3 separate regions of the Mus musculus genome follow, and regions 2 and 3 are each linked to region 1. A link is a contact called in public promoter capture Hi-C data. All regions are on one chromosome and are shown on one strand. The core of a region is the stretch at or near the end of the contact, and the rest is flanking DNA. Distances in the headings are between cores, read along the strand shown.

Evidence for each region. Promoter capture Hi-C pulls out the DNA fragments that hold promoters and counts their contacts.
Region 2: a contact with region 1 is called in a promoter capture Hi-C map of liver, with 4 times the contacts expected there. The contact joins the promoter of Tmed6 here to the enhancer-like site in region 1. A contact is called at or near these places in 4 of 39 promoter capture datasets (the C10 cell line, hippocampal neurons, liver and 1 more), 3 of 115 datasets of contacts at active chromatin or transcription factors (embryonic forebrain, embryonic midbrain and large pre-B cells) and 1 of 9 other capture datasets (adipose tissue).
Region 3: a promoter capture Hi-C map of liver shows a contact between it and region 1, with 2.8 times the contacts expected there. The contact joins the promoter of Cyb5b here to the enhancer-like site in region 1. A contact is called at or near these places in 5 of 39 promoter capture datasets (the 3T3-L1 cell line, the C10 cell line, hippocampal neurons and 2 more) and 1 of 115 datasets of contacts at active chromatin or transcription factors (large pre-B cells).

The regions. Positions count from the first base shown.
Region 1 is chr8:109,798,057-109,802,425 of GRCm38.p6, reverse strand. All of the region lies in intron 1 of Ap1g1 (adaptor protein complex AP-1, gamma 1 subunit), which reads right to left. Among named protein-coding and RNA genes, the nearest start is that of Ap1g1, 22 kb to the right of the region's middle. Within about 2 kb of position 1,850, at least 46 of the 459 cell types and tissues checked have an H3K27ac peak or open chromatin away from gene starts, as enhancers often do. A contact at or near this core is called in liver, where this site is marked.
Region 2 is chr8:107,063,450-107,067,818 of GRCm38.p6, reverse strand. It overlaps Tmed6 (transmembrane p24 trafficking protein 6), which reads left to right and starts at 2,175. Exons shown (of 4, transcript NM_025458.2): 1 at 2,175-2,420; 2 at 3,619-3,745; 3 at 3,994-4,142. The coding sequence starts at 2,208.
Region 3 is chr8:107,148,341-107,152,709 of GRCm38.p6, reverse strand. Cyb5b (cytochrome b5 type B) reads right to left here and starts at 2,049. Exons shown (of 5, transcript NM_025558.5): 1 at 1,837-2,049. The coding sequence starts at 1,998.

The sequences.
Region 1 (4,369 bases), core at 601-3,100:
TTTTATATTTATTATATCATTTGTTCTGTTCTTTCTTTGGTTTTGAGTCAGCATTTTGTTATTCATATTGGCCTGAAATTGCTACTAAACTTGATACTCCTGTTTCTGCCTCAGGAGTGTTGGGGTTGAATGGTATGCACCACTATGCCTAGCTTATGTGTTGCTAGAAATAAAACCCAGGTCTATGCATGCTAGGCAAGCTTTCTACTACTAAGTAAATTACATCCCCAGCCCTCCTCGGGTCACACTGTGAGTAAGGTAGAGATCATGATCCCCATCTTGCCTATAAAGAAATTTACTTTTAAAAAAACTCAGCAATTTGCTCAAGAGCACAAGGTGACAGGTCAATACCTCAAAATTACACTCACAGATAAAATGACACATCTACTAGGATTTGTTTTAAAGTACTCCAGAAAAAGAAGTAACAGAACAAACAAAAAGGAAAAAAAAAAAATCCCAAATCTGGGGAGACAGAAGTTAGAAGAAAAAGGGGGCGGCAGGAGGTGGGGGCAAAATGTGATCATTGAAGAATACATGAATGTTCAGTGATCTGGTTTTGTGTACATGACATTTTCTTTTTTTTTTTTTTTTAAAGATTTATTTATTTATTATATGTAAGTACACTGTAGCTGTCTTCAGACACTCCAGAAGAGGGAGTCAGATCTTGTTACGGATGGTTGTGAGCCACCATGTGGTTGCTGGGATTTGAACTCTGGACCATCGGAAGAGCAGTCGGGTGCTCTAACCCACTGAGCCATCTCACCAGCCCACATGACATTTTCATAATCAAAAGCTTTTAGCAAATCCCAAAGCTTCCAGGTAAGGGTGTGGTGGAGTTGGCAGAGTGCTTGTCTAGCATGCAGAAGGCTTGGGTTCAATTCCCCAGCACTGCCTAAATCATGCATGGTAGTAGACACCTATAATCCAAGCACTCAGGGATGAGGATGAAGAGTCAGGAGTTAAAAGCCGGCTTAGAATACCTGAGACCCGGGCTGGCAAATTGGCTCAGCGGGTAAGAGCACTGACTGCTCTTCGGAAGGTCCTGAGTTCAAATGCCAGCAACCACATGGTGGCTCACAACCACCCATAATGAGATCTGACGCCCTCTTCTGACGCGTCTGAAGACAGCTACAGTGTACTTAATGAATAAATCTTTGGGCCTGAGTGAGCAGGGAGACTGAGTAAGCGGAGTTGACCTGAGCAAGTGGGGCAACCAGAGCAACTGGATCAAGCAGAGGTCCTAAAAATTCAATTCCCAACAACCATATGAAGGCTCACAACCAGATGTACATGTACTCATATACATAAAATAAATAAATAAATCTTTAAAAAATACCTGAGACCCTATCAGAGACAGAAGAACAGAAGGAAGGTTGGAAGAAAGACAGGAAGGGAAGAGAGGGAAGAAAGGGAGAGAAAGAAATAGTAAAATTTCAATAAGCAAGGCATTAAACAATTTCTCACTGACATTAAGATGCTTAATAGTTAATCTATTTAAAGAGTCATTTCTTTAATAATAAACTATAAACACAGGCTTCAGGATAAAACATTTGTAAGCAAACTGGTATGCTGCATATGTAGTATATAACAGAAAAAATGCAAAATGCATGTGAGAACACAGCCACTATTTTGATCAAGAACGGTGACTACCCAAAGCCCAGACTATGTTCAAAAAGTAAGCTTTTACTTAAAACTCAATTCATGGAGAAAAGTTACCTAGCAAAGCATGGTGGCTCAGCCTGGAATTCCAGCACTAGGGAAGCTAAAGTTGAGGATCAGTACAGGTTCAAGGCTAGATACTCTCAAAGGTCAAGCACAAACACTACTGGAAAGAACAGGAGTAGAGCTGAGTGGTAGAGAGCTTGCCTAGCATGCACTAACGCCCTGGTTAGCCCCAGCACCTATAAGAGCAGGGAAGCTCTCTGCTAGAAAAGTGTTTCCCCACAAGCACGCAATAGCTCTACAAAGCAAACAAAGACTGTTAGAAAAGCTTAAATCTAGTCCAAGAGCATGTACATAATCTAACTTGGAAAAAAAAAATCAAGACCTTAAGCTAGGTAATCAGTCACAAAATCACAGAAATAAAGTCCATGCCACCAGCATGATTTTTTATTTTTAAGCTCCAGGACAATTTATTAATAGAGTTTGAAGAAAAACTCCAGAAGGCAAGCTGTAAATCTTGACAGCAGCCTGGAGGAGAGAGAAAAGAGACAAAAAACATGTTGATTGAGTTAGGTCAGCATGGAGATAAGTCACATGACAGATGAGCAGCATGGTGACCAGGAGGAGAGCTGCAGAGAAACAATACAAGGCCTAAAGCAGAGAGTCAGTCACACTTGGGCTCAGGCTAATACCCAAAAGACAAAAAGAAAAGGCGAAGGGCCAAACTCAGCAGAACTTCATGAGGGCTCTAGCGTGAGTGCAGAGGGCAAGAATTCTGGGGAGGAAAAGTATCTTATTGTGAGGATACTTATATATCTCCTACTACTTAAGCATAGCTTAAAGCAGGTACTCAGTGACTGACTTGCCCACTCCAGTTAATTGTTAAGGGACCAGACATTCTCAAGGGAAATGTAACATTCCCACCTATTAAGATGTAACCCTAAAAATGTTTAGGAAATGAACTAAAGTTGAGGGATATAACTCATCTCTACATGACAATCTAGAAATCTGGTTCCAAAGCTTTTCACGGCAGAAGGTATTAATATCTAGGCCGAAGGTTTAGCCCCTTCCCTCACAGATAGGATCCAGGCAGGGATACTTAAGAAGAGACAGGAAATCAGAGCTCTCTTCTGCTATTTCTAGCCAGAGAACCAGGGACACGTGTGAACTACTGCTTCCACTGTCCCTGACTTCAACTGCCCGTTCAGTTGCTCTCTCCTGTTAATATCTTTGGTTTACCCTGTCTTTAGAGAACTGAAGCAATAAATGAATCTGATGTCTTCCTGGAATAGGTCTCAGATAATAAGGAAGTTGGGGTATCCCTGCAGTGAGTCCATCTAAGAGACTGACCATAAAAAGCCAGTGAAGAAAGAAGTCCTTGGCTGGTGAAAGAAAAGTGTGAGAGAAACAGTTACTAGAGTTACAAGACCCGGACAGAGAACTAGAAGCCAGAGCAAAGTACAATTTAAATGCCAATAGGTTTTTATGGAACAAATTTCCGGTCATGGATGCTAAATATATCATGTATAAGAACAGAGAATTAATTAGTTACCTATTTGACTCACTCCTATGGTGTTGAAGTTTCCCCTATACTAGGCTATCTACAGCTTACAGAAAAGCAACATTTTTTTTCTCCTGAGTTGTTACAACTTACTACATTAGTTGATATCTTTATATACCATAATATTAACAGGCTCAGATTGAGAACAAAAGTTAAACTCAGGTGGGGGAAAAATTGGGTAAAAAGCCAGTGAAATGTCTCATCTGGTAAAGGCATTGCCACCACACCTGATGACCTGAGTTCAACCCTGGGAACCCCTATGGTAGAAAGAAAATAGACTCTGAGCTCCACTTACACAAACATGACACACAAGGCCACTCTACACACACACCTGAGCACACTCCCCCACCATACATAAATAAAATTGGACAAAGTTTTTAAAAACATAATCTATTCTTTTTATTTTGATTTATTTGTTTAAAGCAGTGAGGGGTTGGATGATGGCTGCCAAGCTTGAGCTGATCCCTGGAATTCAAGTGGCTAAAGATAATCAGCTCTTGTGCGAGCATGCATACACACACACACACACAAACACTCACACAAAATAAATAGTAAAACATAATTTTAAAACAAAGAATAGAAATAAATTCAATTAAAAGAAAAAAGAAAAGGGGGGAAGAGAAACCCCAGAACACACCTGCAATCCCAGCACTAGAAAGGCAGTAAAGCAGAGGATGGTGAGTCCAAGGCCAGCATGCGCTACACGGCAATACTGTCTCAAAAAGTAAATTTTTTTCAGCAAATAGAAATAAATAACAAATGAGAAATATAAGAACCAGACCTGGTGGTGTACACCTATAGTCCAAACAATTAGGTTGACTCAAACAGAAGGATCATCTGACCCCATGAGTTTGAGACTATTCTGTGCAACATAATGTGCCCCATAAAAAATAATTAGGGAGCTGGAGAGATGGCTCAATAATTAAGAGCACATGTTGCTCTTGAAAAGGACCTAAGTTTGAGTCCCAGAATCCAGGTAGCAGTACACAACTCTCTATAACTCAGTTCCAGGGGATCTGATGCCCTCTTCTGGCCTCCATGGGCACCAGGCACATATATGATACACATTCATACAACATACATACATGTGAGCAAAACACTTATGCATATAAATTAAATATTAAAATTTTAATAATTAATAAAATC
Region 2 (4,369 bases), core at 926-3,425, 2.7 Mb after region 1:
TTCACAGAGAAACTAGGAGAGGCCCATCCCTTGTGACATACTTCCTCCAGCAAGGCTATACTTTCTAAACCTATCCAAACAGTACCACCAACTAAGCAGTACCACCAACTAAGCAGTACCACCAACTAAACAGTACCACCAACTAAACAGTACCACCAACTAAACAAACAGTACCACCAACTAAACAGTACCACCAACTAAACAGTACCACCAACTAAGCAGTACCACCAACTAAGCAGTCCCACCAACTAAACAAACAGTACCACCAACTAAACAGTACCACCAACTAAACAGTACCACCAACTAAGCAGTACCACCAACTAAACAAACAGTACCACCAACTAAGCAGTACCACCAACTAAGCAGTACCACCAACTAAGCAGTACCACCAACTAAACAGTACCACCAACTAAACAGTACCACCAACTAAACAAACAGTACCACCAACTAAACAGTACCACCAACTAAACAGTACCACCAACTAAGCAGTACCACCAACTAAACAAACAGTACCACCAACTAAGCAGTACCACCAACTAAGCAGTACCACCAACTAAACAGTACCACCAACTAAACAGTACCACCAACTAAGCAGTACCACCAACTAAACAAACAGTACCACCAACTAAGCAGTACCACCAACTAAGCAGTACCACCAACTAAACAGTACCACCAACTAAACAAACAGTACCACCAACTAAACAGTACCACCAACTAAGCAGTACCACCAACTAAGCAGTACCACCAACTAAACAGTACCACCAACTAAACAAACAGTACCACCAACTAAACAGTACCACCAACTAAGCAAACAGTACCACCAACTGGAGACCAAGCATCAAGTACCTGAGACTGCCAGCAGCATTTATTACCCAGACCGTCATAGACTTCCTGAAATAAAAATGTTAGCCTCTTGGGCTAATGCTGACCCGGCTTGGGTCTACACTGTGAAATCCTATTTTACCTGCTACACACTCACACACAGTTACAGGAGTTAGAGTTTGTAAACCAACAACTTGAGAAACCGTCTTAGAACGTGAGGACTCCAGCTTCGCCAACTATTCCCATGGGACCAGGAATATATAATGGTTTTATAGAGGATTTTGGATAGTTTTTCCCTCTCTGTGGGTGCCAAAGAAGTCACGAGTAGAAGAAGAGATGGAAGGTCTCAGGGTTTGGAGAAACTCCAGAGCTTTCCAATCAGGCAGGAGAGAGTCAGAGGAGGGGTGGACCACCTTGTTCACCCTTAGCTTGGGTTTCTACCGCTGTGATAAACACCATGACCAAAAGCTCCTTGGGGAGGAAAGGGTTTAATTTGGCTTCGGCTTCCACATCACAGCTCATCAATGAAGGAAGCCAGGACACGAACTCAATGCAGGACGTGGACCTGCAGGAAGGAGCTGATGCAGAGGATGTGGAGCACTGCTGCTGTTTATGAGCCCTTTCTCCAGTTCTTGCTCTGTCTTCTTATAGAGACCAGGACCAGCAGCCTGTGAGTGGCCCCACCCACAGCGCAGTGGGTGGACCAGCAGCCTGTGAGTGGCCCCACCCACAGCGCAGTGGGCCCTCCCCCATCAATCACTAACCCCATCAATTCCCTACGGGCTTGCCTGGAGCCTGATTTTATGGAGGCGTTTTCTCAAATGAGGCTCCCTCATCTCAGATGAGTATAGCTTGTATCAAGTTGACATAAAAGCAGCCGGCACTACTTCTTCGTACACTAAAATGTTTATGTAGCTGGGTGTGGTGGGCAATGTCTTTGATCTCAGCACCCAGAGGCAGGCAGATTTCTGAGTTCAAGACCAGCCTGGAGAGAGGCTCAGTGGTTAAGAGCACTGGCTGCTCTTCTGGAGGTCCTGGGTGCTGGGAATTGAACCCACATGGCGCCTCACAACCCTCTATAACTGTAGTCCCATGGGGTTCGATGCCCTCTTCTGGCATGCAGGTGTACACATAGACAAAGCACCAGTATACATGAAAGAAATATTTAAAGAACAGTGTGGTTACATAGGAGACCCTGCACTGCACCAACGGAGGGGGGGGGGGGCATTGTGGTGCATGGCACCTGTATTACAGAAGATCTACAATGGCTCTGAAACTGGTCCTAAGTGTGGCGTGTGGGGTTAATGATTAGCTGGCTGCTTGGCTGACTTCCTTTCCACGGGATTGTGAGCAGCTCACCTGCAGAAGAACCCACAGAAGGCAGCATGTTCCCTTTGCTCCTCGTGGCTGAGCTGGTAGTTCTGAGCCTCGTGACTTCTGTTAAGAGCCAGGAGACAGATCCCCTACACGGCTCCAAGGACCAGCCACTCTTCCGTGGAGCTGATCGGAATGACTTTGCCATCGTGGTCTCTCCAGGAGCCATCGAATGTTTCTGGCAATTTGCTGACCAGATGGGATACCTCTACTTCAGCTACGAGGTGCGTGGAGGCCTCTGGCCATACCTTTTATAAAGTGAGCCAGGCTTTTGATGAAGCCAAGGTCTGGTTCTCTATGAGGCTGTGGCTGCCACTTGTGAATCAAGTGGACCTTCAGTTAGAGAGCAACTCTGGGTGAGACTTGGATGAACAGCCAGCAACGGGAGCTAAAGCATATGGCTTGGTCTAGAACTGGAAGCTACAGAAGTGTGTTCCAATCCAATGGACAAGAGAGGCAACCTTTAGCTTTCCTCGGATATGAGGAAAGACAACACGTGCTAAAATAGTCACATAATTGTGGGGCACACACCTTTAATCCCAGAACTCAGGAAGCAGAGGCAGGGGGATCTCTAAATTCAAGGTCAGCTTGGTCTACAGAGTGAGTTCCAGGACAGTCAGGGCTACACAGAGAAACTTGTCAATAAAGAAGAAACGAGCCTGGCAGTGGTGGCACACACCTTTAGTCCCAGCCCTTGGGAGGCAGAGGCAGGCAGATTTCTGAGTTCGAGGCCAGTCTGGTCTACAAAGTGAGTTCCAGGACAGCCAGGGCTATACAGAAAAACCCTGTCTTGAAAGAAAAAAAAAAAAAAAAGAAAAAAAAAACAGAAAAAAAGAAAAAGAAAGAAGAAACAAGAGAGAGACAGAAAAGGGTCCCATAATAGATTTTAAGTGAAATCACTTGAGTTCATGGGGTGAGATAAGGTCAGACCTCCTGCATGTGCTAATCCTAACAACCTGTAGAATAACCGGCTCAAAGCTTTGTCTATGCACCCAGACAATTCTGTTCCTCTTTGGAAGGTGCCTATCCCTTGGGCAAGTACACCCAAAGGGGCTTAGGCCACCAAGGACCTTAATATTAAAGTTAGAGGTAACTTTGGTTTTTTTGTTGGTTTTTTGTTTTTAGGTTGTGGGGGCTCTTGGGGAGACAGGATCTCATGTAGCCCAGGCACTGGCCTCAAACAAGATACAGCATCAGTCCTTGCTGGTTTGTTTTGTTTGTTTGTTTGTTTGTTCTTTCTGTAGACCAGGCTGGTCTCAAACTCAGAAATCCTCCTGCCTCTGCCTCCCAAGGGCTGGAATTATGGGATTAAAGGCGTGCGCTACCACTGCCTGGCACCTTGCTGGTTTTTGAGTGATGTAGTAAGGATCTCTCTCTCTCTCTCTCTCTCTCTCTCTCTCTCTCTTTTACCGGTGATGGCAGGTTCAGCGCATTCTCGGGATGTCACATGACCGCCACATTGTTGCCACGGCACATACCCCGCAGGGTTTCCTTATTGACACTTCCCAGGATGTAAGGGGCCAGATTAACTTTGCTACACAAGAAACAGGTATGTATTCATCTCCAAAGCTACAATAATAGTCAAACATTTCTATGAAATTGAGAAATAAGGGCTGGGCAGTGGTGGCACATACCTTTAATCCCAGCACTCGGGAGGGAGTGGCAGGCATATCTTGGTCAGTTCAAGGCCAGCCTGGTCTACAGAGTGCTTCCAGGACAGACAGGACTCTTAAACAGAGAATGTAAGACAGGATGGGGCACTAAAGACCTGGTAATGAGATCTAGGAATTCCCACAGGCTTCTATCAGCTTTGTCTAAAAAATGAGCAGAATCGCTTCAGTTCTATACAAGTGTATCTCAACTTCGGAGTCTTCTATGAGGGGCCCGAGGTGGATCACAAGCAGAGTCAAAGGAAGCAACTGAACGACACTCTGGATGCGATTAAGGTAATGGGATGGGCATTCTTGGGGGTGTGGCCTGAACAAGGGAGGACTCATAATAAAAACCAAATGGGCAAAAAGAGCTGAACCCTTCAGCTCATTATGCGGCACGGCGCTCCTCTGGTACCAAGGCTTGGGCAAACAGTGGCTAACAGACCTGTCTAGTCCACTGCCTGTTTGTAATACTCATTCACAAACTTGTGCAGCTACCCTAGTACTTACAGCAGAACAAT
Region 3 (4,369 bases), core at 800-3,299, 2.6 Mb after region 1:
TGGCCCAAGATTGACATTACACAGCCATAATTCTAGTGCTTGGGAGGTAGAGGAAGAAGAACCAGGAATTCTAGGTTATATAAGATCCTATCTCAAAATAACAATTGATACAGCAAACAGCTAGGCTGGGGGCATAAGGGGTTTGGTTCAGTGTTTGCCCTGTACTCATCTAAGGCCCTGGGTTCAAGCCAAAAAAACATTGTTTTAAAAGGAGGAAAAAGCCGGGCGTGGTGGCACACGCCTTTAATCCCAGCACTCGGGAGGCAGAGGCAGGCGGATTTCTGAGTTCGAGGCCAGCCTGGTCTACAGAGTGAGTTCCAGGACAGCCAGGGCTACACAGAGAAACCCTGTCTCGATAAACCAAAAAAAAAAAAAAAAAAAAAGAGAGAGAGAGAGAGAGAGAGAGAGAGAGAGAGAGAGAGAGAGAGAGAAAACAAGAACTGGAGAAATGGCTCAGTGGTTAAGAACACTGACTGTTCTTCCAAAGGTTCTGAGTTCAAATCCCAGCAACCACATGGTAGCTCACATCAGATGCTCTCTTCTGGTGCGTCTGAAAACAGCTACAGTGTACTTACACATAATAAATAAATGCATAAATCTTTAAAAAAAAAAAAAGAATCTTTAGGCTGGGCAGTGGTGGCGCCTTTAATCCCAGCACTTGGGAGGCAGAGGCAGGCAAATTTCTGAGTTTGAGGCCAGCCTGGTCTACAGAGTGAGTTCCAGGACAGCCAGGGCTACACAGAGAAACCCTGTCTTGGAAAAAAAAAAAAAAAAAGATTGACAGTCAGCAAAGGAACAAGAGAGTAACATCTTAGTGGGGTGAAATGTTCTTTTTCCTTACTGTAGTGACTACATGGTCAAATACACTTGTCAAACCCCAGCTAGAGGTGTAATATAGTTGACAGTGTTTGCCTAATAAGCATGAGCGATCTGATCCCTAGAAAGGCATATACAGGAAGATTAGAAGTTCAAGGTCTACAGAGACTATGTAATAAGCTGAAAAACGCCCTGTCACAAAGAGGAAAATTATCTGTGGCCCAACAGTCTCAAAGAGATCTTGAGTAATAAGATTTGATTTGAAGCACTAACAAAAGGGTTGAAAGCCAGGTGTTGGTGGCCCACACATTTAACCCCAGCGTTCAGAAGGCAGAGGCAGAAGGATCCCTGAGTTCGAAGCCAGCCTGCTCTACATAAAAGTTCCACGGACACACACACACACACACACACACCCCACACACTCTACTGCCTAACCAGGAACAGGGGTGGGAGGAATCTCAGCTCACTGGATAAGAGCACATGTGCACATGTTCTGTTTTCTCGGAAGATCCAGTACCCAACACCCACATCAGGAGGCTCACAACCTCCTCTTATCCAGCTCCTGGGGTTCTGACCTCTGGCACCAAACGCAGATGCAGATGCCCCCACCCCCACCCCCACCCCCCCCACATACAAAATTTAATTGTTTTTACTTTTTAAAAAAACTGCCTTCTCCTCTAGAAAATAAAAGCCCCCCAAAGCACTGCTTTCTAAGGCATACTTCCTGGAAAGGAGCAGTTCTGAACTGGGCTCGATTAGGTCGTTAAGTGTGTGCCCTTGAGAGCTCCCGGCCTCCGTGAGCCTCAGTTTCTCTTTATGGGAAACGGGTTGATGGCCTGGCGTGTGATCTAGCATCCTGCAAGTGCTCCATGCATTGAGAAACGCACGTTGTCAGTCGAGGCTGAGACTGCAGCCCCTCCGAGGGTCACGGTTCCTTCCGGGCGCCGGACAGCCACGCGTGGCCTCTCCCCACCCCCACCCCGGCAGCGCGCGGAGGCCTCCCGCCTCCCCGGCCCGCACCTCGCTGAGGAAGCGGGTGATATCGTAGACTCGCCCGTGGATCACCATCCACGTCTCTTCCGCCGAGTTTCGCTTCGCCACCTCCTCCAGCCGGTAGTAGGTGACGGAGGGCTCGGAGCCCTCGACCTTCTCGCCACTGCCGCTGGCCTCCGGGGTCGCCATGGGATCCGAAGCCCTCTCCGCCGCTATCTGGGCTTCCACCGCTAACTTCCTTGACTTGCCGGCCCGCGCTGGGTCCTCCTCGGCTTCCGTAACCGGGTAAACCTGGTCCGACGTCCGACTGGCCAATCGGCGTCGACCAGCCCCTCCAACCTTGCCAATCAGATATCGTGATTTTGGACCAGCGCCTAAACGTGGCCGGGTGACAAGTGTCACCACAGGAGAGCATTCTCTCTGCTCGGCCCATGGGCAGGCCCGGCCCTAAAAGAAAAGAGCCGGTTTCCAGCGTCTCTTTTCCCTTCCTGCCACCCTGGGTCCCCGAATGAACGGACCCGCATTTTCCCTTGATCTTCCCATCCAGAATTGCAGCCCCCGGGGTTACAAGCTTTGCTGTCCCCCAGACTGGTTCCCTTTAGGCTCCAAAAGGCTCAACAATTAAAATGGGTGTGGTGACCTCTACCTTCCTTGCCCAGAGGTTTGGGATGTGTGTTAAAGAGAGTGTGCTAAGAGAGGCGTGAGCCCAGCAATCCACTGTGTAAATCACAAGTGGCGTTGGACTCCATGGCTCTTAGGTACAAGGCCTTAGGACAGCAGTTGGGGCAAGGGTAGATGTCCTAAGTTTCTTCCACTACTGACAAAACAATCTCTAACTGAATTCTTCAGTGATCAGGGCTCATCTACACTGTTTTAGTTTCTAAATGGCCTAAAATAGGATTTACTTCAAATGACCCTTGCTAAAAGTCTAGGTAATTTGGAATTCTAAGTTAATGTGCAAGGTTGCGAGCCTTTCTCTTTAATTGCGGTGAAAACTAAGAGGCTGATCATCCTAAAATGTTTCACGGTGTTACTTCACAACCTAGCACTCATGACTCTGTAAACTATTTGCAACCTCTTTCACTAATATTTTATTGTTTGTTTGTTTGTTTAGAAATGTATCAGTATGTAAGCCTGGTTGTCCTGGAACTCAGAGGCCTCTGCCTCCCATGTGCTGGCTTAAAAGGACACCACCATGTCTACTTTCCATAACCTAAGTTCCTAATTACACAAACTATGTACTGTAGTTTGCTCTGATGGCTCTCATAAATACTGACCAAAACCAGCTGGAGAAGTAGAAGGTTTATTATGCTTGCAGGTTATAAGCCATTGTCTTAGTCAGGGTTTCTATTCTATGCACAAACATCATGACCATGAAGCAAGTTGGGGAGGAAAGGGTTTATTCAGCTTACACTTCCACATTGCTGTTCATCACCAAGGAAGTCAGGACTGGAACTCAAGCAGGTTAGGAAGCAGGAGCTGATGCAGAGGCCATGGAGGGATGTTCTTTATAGGCTTGCTTCCCCTGGCTTGCTCAGCCTGCACTTTTATAGAACCACAACTACCAGCCCAGGGATGGCACCACCCACAATGGGCCCTCTCCACTTGATCACTAATTGAGAAAATGCCTTACAGCCGGATCTCATGGAGGCATTTCCCCAACTGAAGCTCCTTTCTCTGTGATAACTCCAGCCTGCATCAAATTGACACACAAAACCAGCCAGCACAGGGGAAAGGCACCACAGTAGAGACTCAGAGCACTTGCTGAGCAAAAGTGACGACTTAACCATTCCCTCCCTCGGCAGTAAAAGCCCGGCAGGCCTTCCTATGCCTGTAATTCTAGTTCTGGGGTGGTGGTGGAGGAAGGCAGCTCCTGAGAGCTTGCTGGCCATCTGGTAGAGCTGAAAACAGCAAGCCCCAAGTTCAGGGAGAGACTTTCTTTCAGGGAACCTGAAGAGGAATGACAGATGAAGACACGTGACCACTCCTCCAGCTTCCTTGTGCATGTAGGAGTGAGCACACAGATTTGTAAACTGCATATCCCTACAAAACAGTGAAAATGAAACACAGAGCAAAGAGCTTGCTTCTTGTATCGCCATTCTCCCACAGACCCTATTATAAAATTTGTGAGGCAGTAAGATTTCCAAAAAAAAAATCCAGAAAGTTATACGTGGTTGAATTTAGGGCTTATGGAAAATCTGCATCAGCTCCACCTTTAAAAAGTACATTTACGGCCCCTAATGGAGGAGCTAGAGAAAGTACCCAAGGAGCTAAAGGGAACTGCAACCCTATAGGTGGAACAACAATATGAACTAACCAGTACCCGGGAGCTCTTGTCTTTAGCTGCATATGTATCAAAAGATGGCCTAGTCGGCCATCACTGCAAAGAGAGGCCCATTGGACTTGCAAACTTTATATGCCCCAGTACATGGGAATGCCAGGGCCAAAAAGGGGGAGTGGGTGGGTAGGGGATTGGGGGGGTATGGGGGACCTTTGGGATAGCATTGAAAATGTAAATGAGGAAAATACCTAATTAAAAAAAAAGTACATTGACTTGCTT